2 separate regions of the Mus musculus genome follow, and region 1 is linked to region 2. The links are chromatin contacts, called in public Hi-C maps. All regions are on one chromosome and are shown on one strand. Each heading gives the region's core, a stretch centred on a gene start, on an enhancer-like site or on the middle of the called end of the contact. The rest is flanking DNA. Distances are from core to core; before and after follow the strand shown.

Evidence for each region. Hi-C and Micro-C count contacts between places; a contact is called where the count stands out from the background.
Region 1: a contact with region 2 is called in a Hi-C map of uterus, with 2.8 times the contacts expected there. The contact joins two enhancer-like sites.

What each region holds. Positions count from the first base shown.
Region 1 is chr6:140,506,143-140,511,603 of GRCm38.p6, forward strand. The region is part of intron 3 of Plekha5 (pleckstrin homology domain containing, family A member 5); the gene reads left to right. Among named protein-coding and RNA genes, the nearest start is that of Plekha5, 85 kb to the left of the region's middle. Within about 2 kb of position 3,224, at least 66 of the 459 cell types and tissues checked have an H3K27ac peak or open chromatin away from gene starts, as enhancers often do. A contact at or near this core is called in uterus, where this site is marked.
Region 2 is chr6:140,050,473-140,056,221 of GRCm38.p6, forward strand. All of the region lies in intron 2 of Gm45959 (a long non-coding RNA gene), which reads right to left. It also overlaps the pseudogene Gm44156. Among named protein-coding and RNA genes, the nearest start is that of Capza3, 12 kb to the left of the region's middle. Within about 2 kb of position 1,254, at least 22 of the 459 cell types and tissues checked have an H3K27ac peak or open chromatin away from gene starts, as enhancers often do. A contact at or near this core is called in uterus, where this site is marked.

The DNA of each region.
Region 1 (5,461 bases), core at 1,974-4,473, 460 kb after region 2:
GGTGTGTATAGATGAGTGTGTACGCATGGGGAGTATGTACAAGGGAGTATGAGCAGGTGAGAGTGTATACAGAAGAAAAGTTCAAAGAGATAAGGTGTGTGTACAAATGAGATGTGAAAAATAGCAGACAGTTTTCCTTCAGTTCCAGAGACGAGTCCAAAAGTAAATACGGCAGAGTCCGTGTGTTCTACATAAGTGGATAACAAAGAAATGTACAGTGTCCTTCTTGTTAGTTGTAGAGAAAGTGGGAGACTGAAGAGATGACAGGTCAGTTAAGAGCATATGCTCCTCTTGCAGAGGACCCACGCTTGCTTCCCAGTGCCCTTGTGGAGCAGCTCACGATCCTGTAACTTCTGCTCCAGGACGTCCATGCCCTCTTCTGGTCTCTTTGGCCACTGTATGCACATGCATTGCACATACATGCACACACATAAGTAAAAAATAAATCTTTTAAAACTAAGAATTAGTTGGAGCAGGCAGACATGTTGTTTAGACCTTTTATTGAGTCCACAGCACAGCTACAAGTGGCTCTTCTGTGCCAAGGCTAAATCTCCTTAATGCATTCTGCCCTGTATATAGAGTTTTCATTCTACAGTTTGCACATACTGCCATTGCAAATTTTTCTAAATATTTAATACAGTGAAAGTATGGTTAAAGATTAACTACTCTCTCCACTTTTTCCCTATTACATTTGAGACAGTGTGTGTGTGTGTGTGTGTGTGTGTGTGTGTGTGTGTGTGTGTGTGTGTGTGTGTGTGTGTGTAAACGTCCAGGGCTAATACAGACGTAACCACATGCTAGCTCAGAAGTTGAAATAACTCCTGGCAGCTCAAACTCAGGACACAGATGCTGACCAGTTTTAGTGCATCCTTGCTGCCTTGTGTTTGCTGAGACAGGGTCTCGGTGCTCATTGTGCAGAGCACACTGGCCTCCAGCTCACAGAATTCACTGCCTTTGCCTCCAGAATACAGGGATTAAAAGTGTGGCCACCAGGGCCAACTGTTTTGTTTGCTGCCTGTAATGTCTTACCTCACACCTTGATTTATAGGTAGTTGGATAAATGAACTAGAATTTGTCCTCGAGAGTCCATGAATGCATACTTTCTTTTTATTATGCAGAAAAGTTTGTTTCACCCCGTGGGGGTAGGTGCTTTGAAATAGAAATATGTAGTTACTCACAGGACTGATTATAACAGGCAGTGTGACCTCAGCTAGCAGCTTGGGCGAAATCTCCCGAAGAAGATAGTATTTGAACAGGACTTGAAAAATATAAGTTGGTGAGGCACACAGTTTATAAACGAATTGAATTAGCTGTAACTTACCTCATGCAAAAAGCAGAATTTAGAAAGGATTGGAAGAAGAAAGAGAATTCTTAAAGCCTTAAGTCAGAGTCTTACTAACTGGCCTTAGGAAAAAAGGTCACCTTGCTCATTAATGACCTGAGAACTGGATAGTCTCAAATTCAGAGCTTCTGGATTCTCTTAGTTAGCAAGTATGTTCTAGTAGCTTCCACTCCCTACAGAGGACGAGTCTAGTGGTATGAGGGGCTTTCTCATTATAATTGGTTTCTTCCTAAGCAGGTGTTTATGGACTGACTGGATTCTTACATCTCTTCCAAGTACTTATTCCAGACGTCTGCTGCTTTGTGAGGTTTTATCTCTAAAAGAACAGCAACCTGAAACAATGGAAACTCACCCCCACACCCATTCTTGATTTTTTTTTTTTTAAACACAGTTTCCACCTCCTGGGAGTTGAGCTCACAGGCATGGACCACAAGGTCAAGCGCATTCTACTATTTCCACATCAGAAAGATTTGTATTAAATGACTAAGGGGGTGAAATCCTTAACTAACCAATGAGACACCTTACACTTACTGTCTTACCGTAGTGTTAGGTACTGGGAGGAAATACTAGAAACAGGGCTCCTTTCCCATTACAAGAGCTTCTATATTGAATATTAATTATGAATAAATTGGCCCCAGATGATGGATGGGATCGGGTTTCAGATTGAGGTATTTGGAAATAAATCTCTTGCAGAGTGAATGTTGCGAATCCAGATAGATCAAGTAAGTCAAGGGCAGGGGTAGCATTTTCAAGATTACAATCCACTGAGAAGTGAAATCGTAAGTATGTAAGGACTCAAAACTGACAGTGTGGCCGCTGGGCTGTCGGGTGTCTCACAGGCGTGCCTTGTGCTTGAGTGAAACACGGGTGCTGGTGTAAGTTCTTATGAGACCCCTGCTGAACTCTAGTTTTTGGTTGTAGATCGTATCCTGTTTGTCGTCTGTCTGTCCATTTGATACATATTGTGTTTTGGCTGGACGTGTGTAGTATCTTTTTACCGTTTATGTGCCTGGTACCCACAGTGACCAGAAGCGGTTCGGTCCTCTGACTCTGTGGTTACAGATGGTTGTGCCATGTGAGTGGTGGGACTCAAACCCTGCTCCTCTGCTAGGGCAGCATGTGAGCCTAACCACTGCCAAGTGGAACCTTTCGCTGTGGTTTTTAGAAATGCTTTGTTTTCGTTTGTATATGTACACCCACTTTGGAGAGTTGGTTCTCTCCTCCCATCGGCCTCAGGGACTGCATTCATGTCATGAGGCCAAAATGGCAATGACTTTTACCACCTGAGCCCTCACTGGCCTTCTCTTCTGTCTTCATGAGGCGCGGCTCCTGCGGTAGACTTTAGAGATACGTGAAAAGAAAATTGGGATTAGTTGAGGTTTAGGACTCCCCACGGATTTGAAGTTGATTGGCTTCAGCAGTGTAGTGGGCTGTCTGTCTCCACAGCTTTTCTTGGCTTTCTCCTGACCATGTGATCAGTGCAGGCCTGAGACCTGCTGGGCAGAATTGTACAAGGCACATGAGAATTGCCTTATTGTTAGTCATCTTTCTGTAAGTAAATAGTTTGTCTGCTAGTGGGTAGTGTGTGTGTGTGTGTGTGTGTGTGTGTGTGTGTGTGTGAGAAGTTTAGACTTTTTGCTGACGTGTGTGCTCCGAGCATAGCTACCCCTAATGGATTTCATCTTGAAATAGTCGGATGGCCTTCGTTTTGTTAAGCAGTTTCCACATATCCCCCAGGCCATTAGCCATTTCCTCCTCTGGGCTCTCAAACCAGGTTATGTTTTAATGATTTGTTTACAGCCCGCTTTCTCCTATTAAGCTGTCAGTTGGGCCTGTGGTGACCTTGAAAGAGGGACTTTATCTTACTCTCCCCTTTGTTCCCGTGGCTGACCACACTGTAAACAGTGAGTAAGCCGTCTTCGTCTTCGTTGTTGCGAGGGCAAGAGACTTCACAAGCGCCATAATGTCATAAACCAAGTGCTAGGCTGCCTTGTCCCTTCTTCCTCTCCCCAGGTGGAGACTCTTGGAGCAGATCTCTTGTTTCATTTCATTGTTTCTTGGAGCAGTGCGTTGTGGAGCCCCTGGACCACTGTGTGATGCTGCAAACGCTGAGCTAGGTTTTTGTCTGATTTTGAAAGTCCTGCTTTACTACGGGATCACATGTAACCCAGGTGCATGAGAGGAATGGCAACGTTGCTTTTTAGTACATTATTTTGTTCATCTGCGTAGCTGATGTTTTTGTTGTTGTTGTTTGTTTCCAGGTTTATAGTTGTTTGATTGTTTCCTTAAAACAGGATAGGATGTCATGGTTTTTGTTTTTTGTTTTTTTTTAACACTGTAGCTGTCCTCAGACACTCCAGAAGAGGGCATCAGATTTCATTATGGATGGTTGTGAGCCACCATGTGGTTGCTGGGATTTGAACTCCTGACCTGTGGAAGAGCAGTTAGCGCTCTTAACCAGGCCGTCTCACCAGCCCGGATGTCATGGTTTTAATGTTCATATACTTGAGCCCAGGTCACTAAGTGTTGTTATTATTTTGGAAAGCCCTGGAAGCTTTACAAGGTTGGCCCTCGAAGGCTCCTTGGCCCCTGGTCCCTGTGTGTTGTTTCCTCCGCTTCCTGCTCTTCTATGGTGTGCTCGCTCAGCCTCTAACACTCCGTGGTCCTTCCTCCATGAGGCGAGCTGCTTGGGCATGGTGTCCCTGACATGATGCAATGCAGATAACTGAGAATAAAGCAGTCCTCCTGTAAGTTAGTTCTGTCAGATAGTATGTCTAAGCCATGCAAAAATAACTAATAGAAAAAATTGGTACCAGGGGAGTAAGGTCACTGTAACTAAACCTAACAACATGATTATTAGGTTTTGAAAACTGATGTATAAGAAGAATGTGAAAGAGTTTGAAGGCAGACTAGAGCACCCCTCCTACAGTTCGTTAAGCAAAGCTAAGTGGACCATTCTGGTAGGAGTTTAGAAAGCTAGAACCTTATAGAAATACACAGTAAAGACTATTCTGTGAGGTTTAAAAGGGAACATGACTCTATTAGAATTGGACTGGAAACCATTCATGTTATATTCTAGCACAGAATCTGTCTCTAGTTTATGCATGTCTGAAACCTTGAAAGAGTATAAATTGAAAAATGATATAGTGTTCAGGCTATGCCATTGCTAGTGCTAGCTGCACTACCACTAGTTTTCATTGAGAATTGGGAGCTTTTAAAAGCAGAGCAGAAATTCATAGGAAAACATACAGTTTGGCCAGAAAAGTAGTTTCTTTAAAGTTGCAGGCAAAGAAGCCATTAAAGAGAAGCCAGACAATTTATACAAGAGTGTTAAAATTAAAAGTACCTTAGATATTTCAGGAATTGAGAAGTCCCCATTCCTGGTACCAAAATGTATATTCTAGGGTTTCTAGAAGATCAGAACTAAAAGAAGGTGTATGGAGGGGGAGAGAGTGAGTGATACAAGGAGATTTATTAGCGTGGCTTACGTAATAGAAGGCAGGGTAGCTGTGTGATGGCTACCTGCACGCTAGAGAGTCCCTGGTGCTGAGTCCACATTGAAAGGCTGGCACTACTGGGGCCTGATGTCCATAGATGATGGCAACAGTGACCTTGGTTTCTGGAAGAGGAGAGCTTCCACATGTACCCTGACTCCCTCTTCTCAGTTATATCCATAGAATTTCCATCTACCACTTACCCACATGCCAGTCCTTTTTAGAAATGCCCTCCAAACATACCCAGGATTGTGCTCCTCCATTCCTAGACATCTATCTCTCAGTGGAGCCATTTTGCTAACTAAGTCAAGCGATCACCAAGAGCCTCACGGGATCGCTCCAGCTAGCCTTTACCTCTCGATCCTCTGGTCTTGGTGCTCCTAGATGTTGGGGTAGATATGTGTGTCATCCCATTCGTCTTAGTGAATTTCTAGGTTCTCTGTTGCAAAGCTGTCCTGATGAGGACGTCTTCATTAGATAATAGGGAGTCTAATTGCTTTAGAGGTAATAAGCCCAATAGCCGGGCAGCAGTGGTTGTATGCCTTTAATCCCAACACTTAGGAGACTGAGGCAGTTGGATCTCTTGAGTTTGAGAACAGCCTGATAAGGCTGCACAGAGAAATCC
Region 2 (5,749 bases), core at 4-2,503:
AGGCTCACACACACTCACACACATATACATATTCACACACACAGAAACAAATACACACACATACAATCACACACATGCACACTCACACACACACATACACATAGACACACACTCACACATAAACACACTCATACACACATACACTCACACAGGTGCATACACACACATAGACACATGCACACATACACTCACACAGGTGCACACATACATACATACACACACACACACACACACACACACACCAGAATAAACATAGAAGAAAAATAAAAAGCAAGCATGGCTTTCCTTATTCAGTAGCAGCAGGAACTTGAGATGAACCGAACTGCCCCTGTCCCACCACACACACTGTCCCCAGTCTTTCCTCCGACATCATCTCTGACTCACACCAGGAGAGAGAAGTCTGCAGCCAGAGAGCAGAAGCTGAGGGAAGGTAAAGACAAAGATGCCGCTCACATGCCTGACACGGAAGTCCTCCGGGAAGGAATTGCTCCACCCTGTCTCTGCTTGAAGTGAAGCAGGCTGCATGTGCCGGTGCTGCTCCCAGGCCATTGACTAGAAGATGCTAAGGGACAGACACCAGGAGTGTGCAGCCCTAACGGGTAAACGCCCAAATTCTGGGATTTCTCCGCAGGCCCAGAGATTCTGAAAGTCTAATCATGAAGATCTAGCATAGCTTCATTTGAGGCTCACTCAAAATTAGAACAAGCTTCCTTTCTCAGAGGTGCTCCAGAGAGCCACGGGTGTGTTTCCCCCGTGTCCAGTCTCCCACACTATCACCTTCAACTCCGCTCATATCTATCTGGATACCGCTCTTCCGTCCCTAACGGCAAAGAAAATTAGCTAAGAGAAGCTGCTAAACTATTCATTTTTTTAATTTCTACTTGTGACAGTTCAATGAATATGTCAGGAGCAGCAAAGCCACAAAGATAAAATCCATTTCTTGTTTTAACCAAGTGCTGCACTGGAAGAAATTAACTGTAACTTTATTAGTCAGATTCCCCACCCCCACCCCAGGAAATGAGAGTGGCCGGGAAAGGGGTTAACACTTTTCAGTGGGTATTGGAGATGCTTTGCTGTCCTTTACTACAAATCACACACTCCCCAGGGGCCCTGGAGTTTCCAAACAAAGAACAGAAACCCTGAGACTTAGTATTACATAACAAATTTATAACCAACCCAAGAATGTGACTGCAGAATATCGCTCTCCTCTGCCGTTCTTTCATAGCAGCTGGAAAATATTACAGGCACTACGGTAGCCAAACTCAAGATATATCCATGAATGTTTTAAAGTGTACAACTGAAATGTAGCCCTGAGGGTCTGAGCCAGGAGGCATTTGGAAATAATGAAGCAGCGAAGATGTTTTATGGAGTCAGCAGAACCCAAGAGATTTCCTCCCAGATTCTACAGTTAGATGCCTAAATCCAGAGTTAGGAAACTATCTGGTGTCCTGGTTATGTGTTTCTATTGTCGTGACAAACACTATGACCAGCAGCTTGAGGGGAGATGGTTTATTTCGTCATATTGGTCACAGTTCTTCACTGAGGGAACTCAGGGCAGAAACTCAAGCAGGAACCTGAGGCAGGAACTGAAGCAGAGGCCATGGAGGTGAACCTCACAGCTTCCTCAGTCTGCTTTCTTACACAGCTCAGGACCACTACCCAGGTGTGATGTCACCTGTAGTAAAGTGGGCCCTTGCACATCAACCAATAATCAAGAAAATGTCCCACTGGATTACACATAGACTAATCTAGTGAGGGCATTTGTCAACTGAGACTCTCTCTTCCCTGTTGATCAACATTGAACAAAAACAAAAACAAAACAAACAAACAAAAAACAAAAAACAAAAAAAAAGGCTGTCAAAATTCCTCTCTATCTTTCTAGAAATGCAGTGAGGAAAATCCTAAAGTAATTTGTACAGTAAACAGTTCCCTAAGGCATCATGGGACATCTGAAGCTGAGCCATCAGTAAAGCAGGGTAGAATCCTTGACTCACAGTACTCTGCATCACTGGACTTAGAACATATAGAAATTATTTTCTATCAATGTTTCTACCTGTTGTAGTCCTGAAAATGTCCATGTACTAGGAATTATGGATCTTGGAAAGCAATTTAGGCAATGGTCCATGTTCGTCTTTCTGTTAAAGTATTTTCGAGTCTCCTGTGGAATTGTCATCTTAGAGGGTTGCTGCTTCTGTCTGCTAACCTATGTCTAGTCCTGAGAGCTTCTAGCCTCTGTACGATCTAATCTAGGCCTAGAATGTTTTCAGCCTCAGACTTGCTGCTAAATAAGCTCACCCTTTCTAGCTCTTTCTGATCTCTGGCTGGCTGATTCAATTCAGCTGTCTGGCTTAAACTCCTCTCCAAGCTGCCTGGGCCAATCTGACTTCTCTAGGTTTCTCCTGGGTTGCTCTGCTTGGCCTCATACTAACTGATAATTTGTTCTAATCTTCTGGCTCCTTCTCATTCTCTGGCTCATTCTGTTTTCACCTGTGTCTAGCTTGTTCTCTCTCTAGCCTGTCTATCACTGCCCTTATAAAACCAACTCTCTCTCTCTCTCTCCCTCCCTCCCTCCCTCCCTCCCTCCCTCCCTCCCTCCCTCCTGCATTGCTTTCCAATCCTCTCTCCTGAGAGGTGAGCACATTCTATTCTCTCAAATCTTTCTCTGTTCTGTCACTTTGTCTGGTACTCATTAGACATCATGTTCAAACATGGCTGCTTCCTTCTATAAACTAACTTTATCTCCATTGCTTGGGATTAAAGGTGTGTACTAAAGGCATGTCTGTGTTCCAGCCAGAGGGATTAAAGGTTCGTAGTAAGGACTTAGTCACATGACAACACAATCTTGGGGTTCACCGAGTGATTAAGTACCCTGCAACATATCTTCACAGAGAGCAATTCCTGTTATGATTGTGTGTGTGTTCTGTGTGTATGTGCACCTGTGTGTGTGTGTGTGTGTGTGTGTGTACACATGCACATGCAGGTGTACAGTGCATATTTGGGGGCCAGAGGTCAATGGCAAGTATTTTCCTCCATCACTCTCCACCACTTCATTTTTAAAAGATTGTTGTGATTACGGTTGTGTGTGTGGTTGCATGCATGGGAGCCATGATGCAGCTGTAAGACCACAGGACAGCCTGCAGGAGTCAGTCCTCTCCTTCCACTGTGTGTCTCAGGGATTAGACTGTCTGTCAGGCTTGATGGCAAGTGCCCTCATATTTACTGAGCCATCTCAGTGACCCTCCATATACACATGTAGCATGATTTCCAACTCTACTGTGGGATTGAAGTTATACATTCTAGTCTTCTTGGATTCAAATGTCAAATCCATTCATAAATGTGGACATAAACCAATATCTGGCTTATAAGACTGGTGCTTCTAAGCAGCCATTCAGAGCCTTCCACAGTGAGCTTCCATATAAATTCCTGCCTATTTTTCAATCTCATATATGCAAGAATATTTATTCATTCAGTAAATCTCCACTGAGCCCATTCCTGAATACGGCGATGTGCCAGCCTCTGTATTCAGCACTAAGAACACAAAAAGAAATAAGATACTCTTCCTGTTTGTAAGTAGGTCTCCACTGAGCAAGGGATAATGCCAGGTGAAAAGCCAACCACATAAGTAGCAGCAAACATTACCCTGTGGGAAATTAGAAGAGGCCACCAGAGAAAGCTGGTACAGTGGCCACTGCCAGAACCTTCTGAAGTGAACACTCCTCTTGCTACCAGGAGCCACACTAGGGTAATACTCACAATCTCACCCCTTCCCATTGGAAGCTTACACTCACAAACTGAACCACACTAGAAGAACCCATGATGTCCTTATGCACACACACACACACACACACACACACACACACGCTCGCACATGCACCACATTAGATCAAGACAGCTTTGTAACATTTCTCAGTTCCCAAGCATCATGTAGGACTGGCTAGGCCTTTGCTATGACTGACTGTCTCTGCAATCCCTCCACCCACTTCTTACCCAGGAATAGACAAATCTTTCTTAAGAAGGCGGGTAATAAATTTAGCCTTCACAAACCACAGAGAGTAAGGCTCTGTTAGCAATTTATTTTTCTTTTCTCACAATTTTCTAAAAAAAAATGTAAAGAAATAAAATAAAATTATTCTCTCTTAGCTTCTGATCATACTCAAACAAGCTAGGAACCAGAAGTGGTTTGCTGAAGCCTGCTCCACACAAAACAGGCTACGGCTGCTCATCTTAGAAACAGCCCAGTGAAAGCCTGTAAGCCAGTCTCTGTCTAAAGGCTGCTTCTGGGAGCCTGCCTGACTGTGACAGGGGAAAGTCTCAGAGACAACCGGGCTCAGCATGAGTTTGCTAGTCAGCAGTGGTGCTGGCAATGATGAACTTGATCTGAACCCTGCAGTCATAGAAAATAAGAGTTAATTGTCTTTATTCCTTGTTTCCCAAAGCCTGTCTCCTATGGTGCTCCAAGAAAGAGTTTTCTGCAGTGAACCATTTCCCCAGGTACCTGTGATCAAGACTTTTTTTCTTTCTTCCTTTCTTTCTTTTCTTTCTTTCTTTCTTTTTTCTTTCTTTCTTTCTTTCTTTCTTTCTTTCTTTCTTTCTTTCTTTCTTTCTTTTTTGCCAATTAAACTAGTTTTATCCAAAGTAAGTCTACATTAAATTACAGTATTACCAATCTGTAGACACAATGAACTTAAAAATAAGAAGTAGAAATAGACATCTATTTGGTCTTTCAGAGACCACATCATAGAACTCATAAATGAAAATGTACAAATATAGAAATGATACTTAAAGAGAAAGGGTTTTAATATGGGGGGCCCAAACATGCATGTTTCAAAAAGGGAGAATCCTTTAATTATTTAGCATAAAATCGAGTTATATATACTTGGTATATTCCAGAAAATATTGCTTTAAACACTTATACATGATCAAAATTCACTTGGTAGCTTTTAATCAAAATGAAACATGATACTTTGTAAAATATAAAGTACTGTTAAAGGTTGCAAAAGTGTCTGTCATCATCACAATGCCAACACCACTATGGAGCCTCGTTCTCGCTGCCCAACCCACCTGAACCCACAGGATATCTCCAGGAACCAACAAGTCCTTTGCCTTTTGGCAAACATATCTAAGCTCCGTATAGTGCCAGGGCAGAGATCCAAGATGGTGTCTGTGCAAGACTATAAAACCAGGCTCGATTTTATTATGGTAATCACACAAACTGCAACTTCAAACAGCAGTCACCCCAAAGCCAAAACCAGAACCTCCACACTCAATCAGCATGGAAACAAACATGAGACCCCCCCCCCAAGCCCCTAAACAAACGACAAGCAGCCCTCTAGGTGAGCTGTATCTCATGACAGACATGATGTCCTCTCGGCACATCAAGGACCTCACTTAGAAACCTGATTTACAGAAGCCAAAGTTTCCAACTTTCTGAAAATACACAGAAGAGAGGCCAATGCTCAGGGTGCAGAGATCCGAGTGGCAGCCTGGACAGTTTCTTCCCAGTGCCCCAGCCCGGGGCTCTCTCTCTCTCTCTCTCTGAGACTTCATCAGGGGAAGAACACAGCAGCTAGGGTATTTCTGTGTCCCACAAACACACACACAACAAACCAAGCCCGTGGCTTTCTGCCAGAGGAACGAGAGCTTGTGAAGGAACTTCTCAATGCGAAGTCAGAGAGTAACAGAAACAATAAAGAAGTAGGGGAAGAAGCAGGGAGAGAAGATGAGTGTCATCTCAAAGCCCTTGCGCCCT